Linked DNA regions of Mus musculus: region 2 is linked to region 1. Evidence: chromatin contacts called from public Hi-C data. All regions are on one chromosome and are shown on one strand. Each heading gives the region's core, a stretch centred on a gene start, on an enhancer-like site or on the middle of the called end of the contact. The rest is flanking DNA. Distances are from core to core; before and after follow the strand shown. Region 1 has its middle 13 kb from the start of Gm12108. Region 2 overlaps Nprl3 (nitrogen permease regulator-like 3).

What was found. A called contact is a pair of places that touch in the nucleus more often than the background predicts.
Region 2: a contact with region 1 is called in a Hi-C map of cortical neurons, with 2.0 times the contacts expected there. The contact joins two enhancer-like sites. A contact is called at or near these places in 1 of 484 Hi-C or Micro-C datasets (cortical neurons) and 2 of 9 other capture datasets (adipose tissue and pancreatic islet).

Annotation. Positions count from the first base shown.
Region 1 is chr11:32,085,587-32,091,269 of GRCm38.p6, forward strand. No RefSeq gene overlaps it. Among named protein-coding and RNA genes, the nearest start is that of Gm12108, 13 kb to the right of the region's middle. Within about 2 kb of position 1,980, at least 100 of the 459 cell types and tissues checked have an H3K27ac peak or open chromatin away from gene starts, as enhancers often do. A contact at or near this core is called in cortical neurons, where this site is marked.
Region 2 is chr11:32,231,474-32,237,294 of GRCm38.p6, forward strand. Nprl3 (nitrogen permease regulator-like 3) reads right to left here. Exons shown (of 13, transcript NM_181569.3): 10 at 5,315-5,444; 11 at 3,259-3,448; 12 at 2,431-2,623; 13 at 490-1,643. The coding sequence ends at 1,478. Mpg (N-methylpurine-DNA glycosylase) reads left to right here. Exons shown (of 4, transcript NM_010822.3): 4 at 101-1,229. The coding sequence ends at 522. Among named protein-coding and RNA genes, the nearest start is that of Mpg, 7.9 kb to the left of the region's middle. Within about 2 kb of position 4,413, at least 72 of the 459 cell types and tissues checked have an H3K27ac peak or open chromatin away from gene starts, as enhancers often do. A contact at or near this core is called in cortical neurons, where this site is marked.

The DNA.
Region 1 (5,683 bases), core at 730-3,229:
ATTCACTATTTTATACCTTTTACATTTTTATTTCATTAATTTATTTTTTTTACGTTTTGCCTTCCTGTATGTTTGTGCTCCACACGCATGCCCGGTGCCTTGGAGGTAAGAAGATGTTGGATCCTCTGGGATTGAGGTTACAGATGACAGTGAGCTGAATATGGGTTCTGGGAATCAAATATTCAAATATTCCTCTGGCAAGAATAAGAAATGTTCTCATCTGCTAAACCAACTCTCCAGTTTTATACCTACTTTGTATTTCTATTTTATATGCCTCTCTACGTACATCTGGGGTCATGCAGAAAATTTTTTTCAACCTAAAGAGGTAGCAAGTGGAGAGAGGTTAGACCTGCCTTCAAGGGTGCCGTCCTTGGGACATGCATCTCCAAATGACGTTTCCACACTGGATCTGAGTCTTCATAAAGCTGAAAATGCTGAGTGCTCTCACCACGGCCAACGCAGTTCTCTCACAAGCAGAGAGACCCAGTGTGTAGGCCCCAATGGGGAGCGAACGTGGGATAGATACCAAGGAAAACTTCTGAACAATTGCTGTGACATCTTCCTAACAACGGTAGTTAGGACAAAAATAACCCTCACCTTCAAAAGCACATCCCCAGACAGCGATTGCACTTGAGCCTCTGAGGCTCCGCGAGACCTTGAGCGGTTCCTGGAAAAGGTGGCTGGGACCTGTGGCCCTGAAAGGCTGGTCAGGGTCCCAAAGTTGATCTGTCATTTTGGGTTCCAATTCCAGAATCTGAGTTCCAGAAATGGCTCTGTGAGGAGGTGCCAAGTTCTCAAGCAGTAGATGTACAAAGAAAGAGAATAAAGATTATGGGATGGGAGGCAGGATCTGCAGCCTCTGTGGTCCCCACTTCAGCTCTGCACTCATGGGATCACAGTCCTTCCAGCTTACCTAGGCCCTCTGTCTGCATACTGCCTTACAATATCAAACACATGCCCAGGTATTTCTCCTGGGTCTCCTGGCTTGATATGGCCCCTTGACCTGACACTCTCAGCCACACTCAGGGCTAGACCTAACATCTGTACAGACTGTCACTGCACTGAAGGGACCCAGGACAAAGAGCTACAGAAACTAGGCTGTGGTAACCCTCTGAGGGGCTACTGTTTGGCTCCCAGCCACAGACAGCTGCCTCCAGGCTGGAGAAGCTGGTATTGGCCAAACAGATCTGTTTAAATAAGGTCTGCTTCCCTGTGCTCTGGGCCTTGGAGACTCAGTGGGGCAAATCCTGGAGTTACTCAGAAATGACTCTGAGGGGCTTCTCTCACACCAGGCCTTTGACTTTGCTCAGGCCTAGAGGCCTCGGTACAGATATGGGTGGCAGTAGAACTGGCATCATCCGGTTGCCACAATATGTCAGTATTCTGAGCAAAGCTGGTCCTCTTGAAATCTCCCCAAGGCTCCAAGGCTCTGAAATGCAGAGAAAAAATATGTCTTCTCCAAAAACCAGGGCTTGTGGCTTCGGGGCATATGCTCAACTCCTGCCACAACCAACACTTACTTTATGGATGTGCCTGAGATAGAGAGAAAGACAGAGTGTTTGTTATAGAAGTTTCTCTTTGAAGTAGCTTTTGTATCAGGTAGAGCTAGTTTATGCCCTGTCTCCACTGGGTATCCCAAGGGATCTTGGGCATAGCTCTTGCCCTCTGGGCATCTACTTCCTCATCTGTGAATGGATTTGAACTTTGAATATTAATCTCCCTGAGCATCATCAGTCCTGGCTGTAAACTGGGAATCAGCAGCGTCCTGAAAACTGTGAGTACCTAATACATGCCCAGTCAACCCTTCTTGGACCTAAAGGAATTGTGAGGAATCTAGGTCCCACTGAGGAGCTGGGGACTGGGCCCCCTCTAGAACTAAATGTTGGATATATCTGATCGATGCCTGCAGGAAAGCCCCACTCCCAGAGACTGGCTGTAACTCCTTTCTGCCTTTGTTTTAATGCCTGCTGTAGTCTGGCTCTGCAGTGATGCAGATGTGGGTGTTGTTGCTAGGCAACTGGGCTACGGCACTAATCCTAGGAGGCCTTGGTTTCATTGGCTGCCTATTCTGAAGCTGCTGATAGTGTTGACTTGGAAATGGCTGTAAAAATGAGATGAGATGATGTCAGTACCAGGGTACAATGTTTGTGTGGTGGGACAAAGAGGCCACTCATTCCATAACAGCCCCAAGGTGCATGCTCCTGATGACTGTTGTTTTACCAATAACAACCTCAGGATGTAGGGAGGAAAGTGGTTGTGGTGCCAAGGAATAAATCTACATGCATGTGACTTCAGAGAGGAGGGGAAGCTGGGCTTTGATGTCCTCCCTGCTTCACCCATTGTCCATTGCAATGCTTTAAACGTAAACCAGATCATGTGTTCCTGCCGCAGCCCACTGTCTGTGTGAGTAGGCTAGACCGTCCTATATGAGACTCAGTGCTATGGGACCCCAGAGGGTTGTTTACACCTTCGTTCACACTGCTTCTCCCTCATTCTGCATCTGCTGCCTTTTCTCTAAGTGTCCTGCTCTTGCTGTCCTCATCACAGGTCCCCCACTCCCCTCCAGGCTTCAGTCAACACCCACCCCACTGCCGCCCACCGCAGCCCTCTGTGAACCTCCCGGCTTTTGAATTTCTTTCTGCCCATTCGCATAACTAACTCCTCTGTCCATGAAGTTCAACCCTGCTTCACCATATTACACTGTCCCAGCCTGGCAGATAGGGGAAACACAATAGATCCCTCCTGGGTGAATGTCTGAGAAGTAGACGTTTAGTTTATGAATGCCTCCTGGGACCTTTGATCTGACACTTGAGGTGAACACTTCTTTGATATCTGATCTTCCTCTATTATGGGCCAAGTATGCTGGGGACACTCTCTCTTGCCATTAGCCTATTTTATAGGTGAGGTGCTTGAGATACAAAGACAGGAAGGAGCTTACCCAAGGTGTCCCAACTTGTGAGATCCAAGCCCAAGTTTCCTGGCTCTTCTGTCCTGCTCTGAGGTCAAGATAAGACTAGTGCGAGAGCCAGGCATAGCGCCACACACTTTTAATTCCAGCACTTAGGAGGCAGAGGCAGGAAGATCTCTCTGAGTTTGAGGCCAGCCTGGTCTATTTACCAAGTTCCAGGTCAGCAGGACTACATAAAGAGACCTCCCCCACATCTCCATAAATAAATAAATAAATTTTAATGTTTAAAAAAACACAAACCCTAATGGGATGTTTGACATTGTATTTGAGATACTTGTGTGTCAGTATCTGGTGTGAGGAAGCTGTTGCAATACTCAGGGAGCTGTCAAGGGCACATCAAACATTCTAGTTTATGTAAGCACTCCTAAAACGGGCATGAAAGAAGTGTAATTGTAAAGAGGGGCTATCGGTAAAGTCTATGGCAGTCCAAGTCAAGTTCTCCTTTAAGCCAAACATCAGATTCTATGACTCCCATCAGAAAACTGACAGATGGCTACTGAGGCTGACAGAAAACAATGTCACAGAAATATCAGGACAATTATTTCCCCAGAAATCTTCAAATCTGTTTTGAAGATCTTGCATCAAATTAGGAAGGGCTACATATTTTTTGCTGTTCAGGGTTTAGACGATTTGCTAAAATTCATAAATTCCTTTCATCCTTGTGGTATTTTCATTCATTCTCTTTGGGGGCTGTTATGATTTGAAATACTGTGTTGGTAATTTGTTTGTCACCTTAAAGACAAATGTTAAATTCATGTAAATAAGCAGTTAGATCCACTAAAAATGTTAAATCTGTAAGCTGATTTTCATTGTCAAGTTCTGGACAGATTTTGGTTTTGAAACCATAAATGACTCCATAGCCTGTCACAAATTATAAGATCTTTCCAACACTGGGCCTCCACTGCATCATCCTAACTCTGAAGAGCAAATGTCACCATAGTCAACATGACCTGACTGTGGCGTAGTCCTGGGCAGGAGATGATTTCAACCTTCATAAAGCTTTTATGAAGTTCAGTCTTGATGCAATGCACACCATGGTCCCCTTTTAAAGGTTTTGTGCCTGAATTTCTGCACAAGCTTTAAAATGACACTTCACTAAACATGAGTTTGGGGTTGCTATCATGCCATTGTCTATTTATCTTATGAGTCTCTCTCTTCAACTTACAATATCCAGGTCCCATCATTTACTACACCAGACATATTTACACGGACAAAAAAAATCACTTTAATATTTTTTAAACTGTTTTGAATATATCTCCTTGGTTCTGAAGAAGCCAGTTCTTTGGTGACATATTCCCATTGACACCTCTGGCAAAGACCATGTTTGTGACCCGTCAGCACGGCCCTTCATTACCACAGTATGGAATTTTAAATCAGCAGTTCTACATCAAACATATTTCAACAGATTTTGAAAATCCTTCCACACTCCTGGCCATAGTCTGGTGACTTTAAAAATAGCCCCCTTTTGTGGGCCTGAAGAGGGGTAGGGGAAGGAGGGGGGAGGGAGGATAGCCCACGTCTGACCAGAGTTCCTCCTGTGCTCTGGGCAGGCAGACTCAGGAGGACTGCCAGACACTTTCCACTTGGCTCCGGGAGGGCATCTAAGCCACTGACCCCACTCGATGGGGGGGGGGGGGCAACAAGGGGCAGCCCCGGATACCAGGGGCCCTGGGGTGACACACTTGGCCCCAGGGATATGGGAGAGAGGGCAGCGGGAGAGAGGTTCCCACGCAGGCAAGAGTCCTTAGTCCAGTCCATGGCTGGAGCACAGGAAGGCCTTCCATTGGGAAATTAGAAACGGCTCATTAGGAGAAAGCCTATCTCATTGTCCAAGCACAGCAGGCCTTGATGAACAGAGACAGTCTATGGTTTTAGAGCTTTATTGTAGAAAGGCAGGGGGAAAGAGAAAAGGTAAAAGAGAGAGAGAGAGACTGGCCATGATCAAGAGGAGAGAAGGGGGAAAAGGAGAGAGAGAGAGAAGAAAGGCTATAGTAAGAGAGAAAGTAAGAGGGAGAGAGCAAGGAGAGAGAGTGAGAGAGGAGAGGAGAGGAGAGGAGAGGAGAGGAGAGGAGAGGAGAGGAGAGGAGAGGAGAGGAGAGGAGAGGAGAGGAGAGGAGAGGAGAGGAGAGGAGACAGGAGGGGAGGGGAGGGGAGGGGAGGGGAGGAGAGGAGAGGGGAGGATGAGAAGAGAGTGAGGTAGGGTCAAACAGCCCCTCTTATGGTGGGCTGTTATCTTGGTGTTGCTAGGTAACTAGTGAGGAGAAGGTCAGAAGCTTGGGACATTATCTACGTGACTACTAGCCTCATACTTCTCCTGTGAGAGCTGTGGGGATGGTAACTTGGACAGGAGCCTTGAGTCCAGAAGACATGAGGGAATGCCTACCGTCCTATGTAGGTGAACTATCACCACAGGATCTCAGGGTTCCACACCTCAGCTTGACTGGAGAGCAGACTGTCTGTGTATAGTCCAATGCCCCACACCCTTTCTCAGAGCATAGCTCTGCAGAGACTGCTTAACAGACCCAGTAAATAATTTTGATCATTTTTGTGGTGGTATTAAACACATTGCCACATAAGTAGCTTTTACAGTATCATTCATCTGAAGTGTAAACTCATTTACTTCTTTTTTGAAAAGACAGACTTATTTTCAGTGCCGCTTTCTAGTCCGTAGCATACACTGGGTGATGTTCATAAGATTTGGCAGTACATTTTACA
Region 2 (5,821 bases), core at 3,163-5,662, 150 kb after region 1:
GTGGTTTGTACATGCAGGAAGACAGCAATACCTCTACAACACTGGGTGTGCATGGCAGGAGGCTTGAGGTTTACTGCCAAGCTTTCTGTCTTTCCCACAGGGGCTGGGGCTTGTGTCTTGCTAAGAGCACTAGAGCCCCTGGAGGGCCTGGAGACCATGCGGCAGCTTCGTAACTCCCTCCGAAAAAGCACTGTCGGCCGTTCCCTCAAGGACCGTGAACTCTGTAGTGGTCCCTCCAAGCTGTGCCAGGCCCTGGCCATTGATAAGAGCTTTGACCAGCGAGACCTGGCTCAAGATGATGCTGTGTGGCTGGAGCATGGCCCTCTGGAGTCCAGTAGCCCAGCTGTGGTGGTGGCAGCAGCCCGTATAGGTATTGGTCATGCAGGGGAGTGGACACAGAAGCCCTTGCGCTTCTATGTCCAGGGCAGCCCATGGGTCAGTGTGGTAGACAGAGTGGCTGAACAGATGGATCAGCCTCAGCAAACAGCCTGCTCTGAGGGGCTTTTAATTGTTCAAAAGTAAAATAAATATCCCGTTTTTAGAGAACTGTCCCCAAGTCTCAGCCAGAATTTGTGTTCATGCAGTTAATTCTTTATCCGGGTCAGGAAACTGGGTTACCCAGTATGTATGGCAACAGAGAGGAAAAACATCAACGTGCAGGTGTATACACCTAGGAACAGAATGAGCTGAACAGGTGTGTTTAGACACTTTCCAGGGCAGCTCCACAAGGGACCGGCCGGAAAGGGATGACAAGGACATAACCTGTATGTGTATAAAGAAAGGACTTGGACTCTGAAGACACATCCTGGGGGCTGGAGAGATGGCTAGGTGGTTAAGAGCACTTCCTGCTCTTAACCAGAGGTCCTGAGTTCAATTCCCACCAACCACATGGTGGCATGTAATGCCCTCTTCTGGTGTCTGAAGACAGCAACAGTATACTCACATACGTTAAATAAATACATCTTTAAAAAAAAAAGTCACATCCTGGAAGACCTTCTCCAGCTCAGCAATATTAAGCTGCCGTAAGGACCAGATTGAAGAGGGAGGCTGGTGGGTAGGAGAGAGCAATGGTTAACAGTGCTTCCTGCTCTTCTGCTGTTCCCAGCCCCACACCCAATGGCTCACAACCTCTGTAACTCTAGCTCCAAGGCATGCTTTCTTCTGACCTCTGAGGGCACACATACACACAAAACCATAAATAAAAATAAATATATTTTTTACAAGTGACATTGATGGCACGCGTGTGTAATCATAGCACTTGGAGGACAGAGGCAGGAGGATCAGGAGTTCAAGGTCATCCTTAACTACAAGGCAAGTGTGAGGTCTCAAGAGAATCACAAAGCCCAACCATGGCTGCCCCATAGCTGCTTCTGACCAGACCGACCGGGCTGGGGCTGCCTATCTTCCTAAGGCCAGTCAGGAACTCTGCGGCAGAAGGGAGGTTGTTTCCATCCACACACAGGCATGCTGCCCGGGCTCATGTGAGCAGTGCCTGGAAGACGGCAATAACAGGGTCCTCATGGGTGGTCACCACCAGCACACTGCGGAATTTGTCAAAGAGCATGAGTAGCTGGGAGCGCCGAGTGTTCTCATTGTACATGATCTCCTCCAGATGGTGGCGGCCACGGAAGTAGTGAAGGAGCCTGGAGGGGACAGGACAGCATGAGCCTAGCCCAAGGCCAATACTACTGAGGACAGCCACTGGTGGGTGAGTCTGCAAACTGCCTGCAGGCTTGTATAGAGCTATGGGATGAGGTCTGAGCATATCCTCCTCCCCCCCCCCCCCCCCCCCCCCAGTGACAGATGGTGGAGGGCCTAAAGAGTCCACAGAGCAGCATGGCTGTGCAGACTCAGAGACACTTGAGCATGAACCCTACTGAAGGGAGGAGTGCGCTTCTTTCTGTTCTTCCACGGCACTGGGGCAATCTACTCTAGGGAGCTTTCTGCAGTTGAGTCCAGCACAAAGAAGGCCAGGGTACAGAAAGGCCTGGATCAGCACTTAGCACTTAGAGCTGCAAAGTCCTCCAACAGACTGCAGTGTTTCTTCAAACAGAAGGACAACCTGACCTCTCTCATAACAACATGCCCTTCCATCACCTAAGGCAGGACGGACATGACAGGCATCAAGCTGCTATGGCACAGGGCCCTAGTTTCCCCCCAGGGCCAACAATCAGGACATAGTCCTGCCGAACCAAGTCTGTCGTCGGAACTTGAGAGCAGTGACATGGAACATCCAGAAGTACTGACTGAGTAAGCGCCCACTAGACCGAGGGGCTGTACCAGAGCCTCCATCCCTACACAGGACAGAGCTCCTGCTGTGCCACACACTAACCCTGGGAGAGACCCACCACTTCCCTGGAGCTGTGGGAGGGTTACCAGTGCTCCCATGCACAATCCCCCCCCTTTCCCACTCAGTCATCTGCTCCCTACCTGGCAAACATGCGGAGGTCCTCAGGGTTTTGGGCTGCAGGCACATTGAGGATAGCAGCCCGCTCATGCTCTGAGAGGCTAGCCAGCAGGTTCTCTGTCATCCTCTTGTTCAGTGGTGAGTCCCCACTGGGGAGCAGCTCAGCACTTGAGTTGTCCATACTGGGGCTGGTAAGGGTCATGTCGTCACTGCTGGCTGTGGGTTGGGATAGGCCAGCTGGATTCCAGTGTACAAAGATGGGAGCACCAAAGGCACTGCCAGCATCCAGAGCCTGGGACCACTGCCACATTCTCCTGCTGGTGCCCAACTGTACAATCTGTCCTCATGCATGAACTCATTGCCAACCCACCACCAAGTGCCTACTGTGTGGCTAATCTGGAATGCAAGGAGCTACCCTATAAGAGTAGCTTCAAGGACCCAGAATGAAAGCATACTGCACACCCATCACACCTCACAGCAGGAATAGGTGTCTTGTTCCACCTCAGCCAACATGGGCTAGCACTAAACAGGTCAAGGTATATGGCCCCCAACACCAGACAGTTGTGGTCTCTGGGATGACAATATGAGGCCCTGCTCTGAGCCCAGGCTGCAGTGGAAGAGTCCAGCTGCGCTGCGGTGGGCAAAAGATGCTCCTGACTACAGCTAGCTGCTCAGGGAAGGAGCCTCCCCCTCAGACCCATGGCAGTACAGGGGAGACAGGAGGGACAGGCAGGTGAGTATAGACATGTAAAAACACCTCTTATTCCAACAGTACCCAGGCTTCTTGGATGTCACCACCAAAGTCTCCCAGCCCCCCATTACCAGACAGATGTCCTGGAAGGGGATCCTACTTGGGGAGCCAAAGCTTAGAGCATTGGGTGTGCTGAGGCTGCGGCCACCAACTCTGGCTGTGAAGGGGACATCATCCTCTCGCAGTCGGGGCTCCTCTTCGCTGGGTGAGGCCATTAGGCAAACATAGGTATGCAGCTGGATGAGGAGCCGGCGCTGCAGCATCCACACCACCATCTGGATGAGCTGGGTCTGTGAGTGAGCAAAGTAAGTCAGCAGATGGGCTGGTTCCCTGACTCAAGCCTTAAGAACAGATTCCTATTCCTGGGGAATAAGAGAGACATGGTCCTTAGCAGCCCCAGTACCTAAACGGGAAGGCCTCCTGTTAGGAAGAAGGGACCCTCAACTGCTGGGTAGCTCTGCAAGGTCAGCATACCCCAGGGAAAACAGTAGGGCCAGAACTCCCAACACACGCCTGGGTTTCCTCCCTTCTCTGAGCCAACTTTCCCTAGAGCCAGATCTGTCCTTGCCACTAAGACCTGCTGCTGTCAGACAGTCCACTGCTAGGCAAGCCCACACAGAGTTCAGAGAGGAAACTGTCATGTGAGTCCTTGGCTCTACCTCAGAGTTTACTTCAAGAAGACAGGTGATTCCAACTGGAAACAGGAAGGGGACCTGCTGTTACTACATGAAGCCAATGGCTCTTCCTTATGAGCATTGGGCCACAGCAATGGAGCCCAGTGCCAGGTAGTACCCAGCACCAATGTTTAAGTATCTCTCAGGCACAGACACCAAGCAGCAAGGTGTGTGAACACAGAACCAGTGCTCACATCTTTGAGAGGCCCAGAAAAGCTGCTGCCCAGGTCACTCATGGAAGGGGGCTGGGTTACTGGGGAGGAAGTTATACATACTAATCATGGTCAAAACCAAATAGAATTCTAAAGAATTGAAGGTATTGTAACACAAAATGTAAAAAATAAAACACAAAAGCATTATAAGCATTAGACAGTATGTCTCTGGGATGTGGCAAACCAAACAGCTCTATCCCAGGCCCCTGACAAGGCCTGAAGCAGCTGCTCAGACACGGCCTGGAAGATCAGCCGTTATCCAGACAACTGGGAAGTTTCTGCTGGGATGGGAGCACTGCCAAGCCCTCCCCCCCAGAGAGCTGCCTGGGGGAGAGGAGGGAGGTGCAGAGGCAAAGTGCATCTTTCATCTTCCTGGCTCCCTTCCTGGAAACGAAGGGCTCAGTGAAAGGCAGCTTTAGAACTCTGGCACACTCAGCATGTAAATGAGCTAAAAACCCAGGATCTTATTCCCATTCACAATTTGAGAAGGGGAAGTATTTGATTTTGAGGACTGGTTTTGCCCAGTGTATCTGGCAGCTATTAAAGCAAATACTTTGCTTTTGAAGATAAACCATGGAGGTCACCCAGCTTGTCTCTGACACCTGTGCTCTTTCCCTAGCTTCCCTCGGAGCTCAAAGCACTTAACACAGGGAAGGGGCAAAGCTGCTCTGACTCCAAGTCACCATCTCACCATCTCTTGAGCATGGGGCAGTGAGAAGTGACTGACAGCCCACTGCAAATTCATCCCCCACACCTTGAGAAGCACCCCCACCACAACCAGCCTCTAATTGCCACCAGCCTTTGTCCTGACTCAGGGCCCCCATCCAAGACTCAACCCTAGCCTGACACTGTAGGTCTTCTTAGGAAAAGGACTCTAGGCCCAGCAACATAGGATTCCACACAAAGATCCCATGGTTCCTAAGCCCCCAGGGGAAGGGATACAGGAACTGAACTGCCTTGGAAAACAGGGCCCAGGCTTAGTGAGAGCAAAGCTGTCGGTACCTCCACCTGTGAGAAGCCCCTGCCCCAGAGGCAGCACAGGGAATCCTGCCAGCCCAGGAAAAGCTAATGCCCTTCTGACAAACATAAACCAGTCCCAGTCCTAGTCCTAAGGATGCCCATGGTGAGGAAGCCTGCAGTGCTTGCTAGTAAATCCCCCAAACCATGGCACAAAGGTAAACAATGCTAAGAGCCTTTGAATCAGGGGCCACTAGGCAGGCAGTTATACCCAGTCTACCTTGTAAGCTACACAGGGGCTCTAATGACTCACCTCCTGTGCAGGGGGAGCCAGAGGGCTCCTGAACTCCGATAAAGAAACAGGCAAGGAAAACTTGGCCAGGACAGATGGCAGGTCATGGGACGGGAACTGCCGGGAGAACTGTTCAGCTAGCGGGGAGTACCTGGGGCAGACAGCCATGGTCAGTGCCCTTCCCATACTCACAGCAACCATCTGGGTGAGCATAATGACAACAGAATATAGTATGGTGATGCAACAGGCCTTCAGATGGCAGAATTATACTGTCCCTTAAGACGTGGCAGGAACCACAGAACCCCTCTGATTTCAGCCAAGGAGAGATGGCTGTACCATGGGCAACACCAAACCAGACTGTGATCTGCATCTGAGCACGATATGGGCAGGCAGCATCAGGATATAGTGAGATCTGGCCTCATGGATTCAAAGCCACTGAGGCCTGGCCACTGGGGGCGCCATTCGCCATTAAAAGGTCCTGCTGGGCTTTTCTAGCTCCAGATTCCAGATTTTTGGCAGCCACTGGTA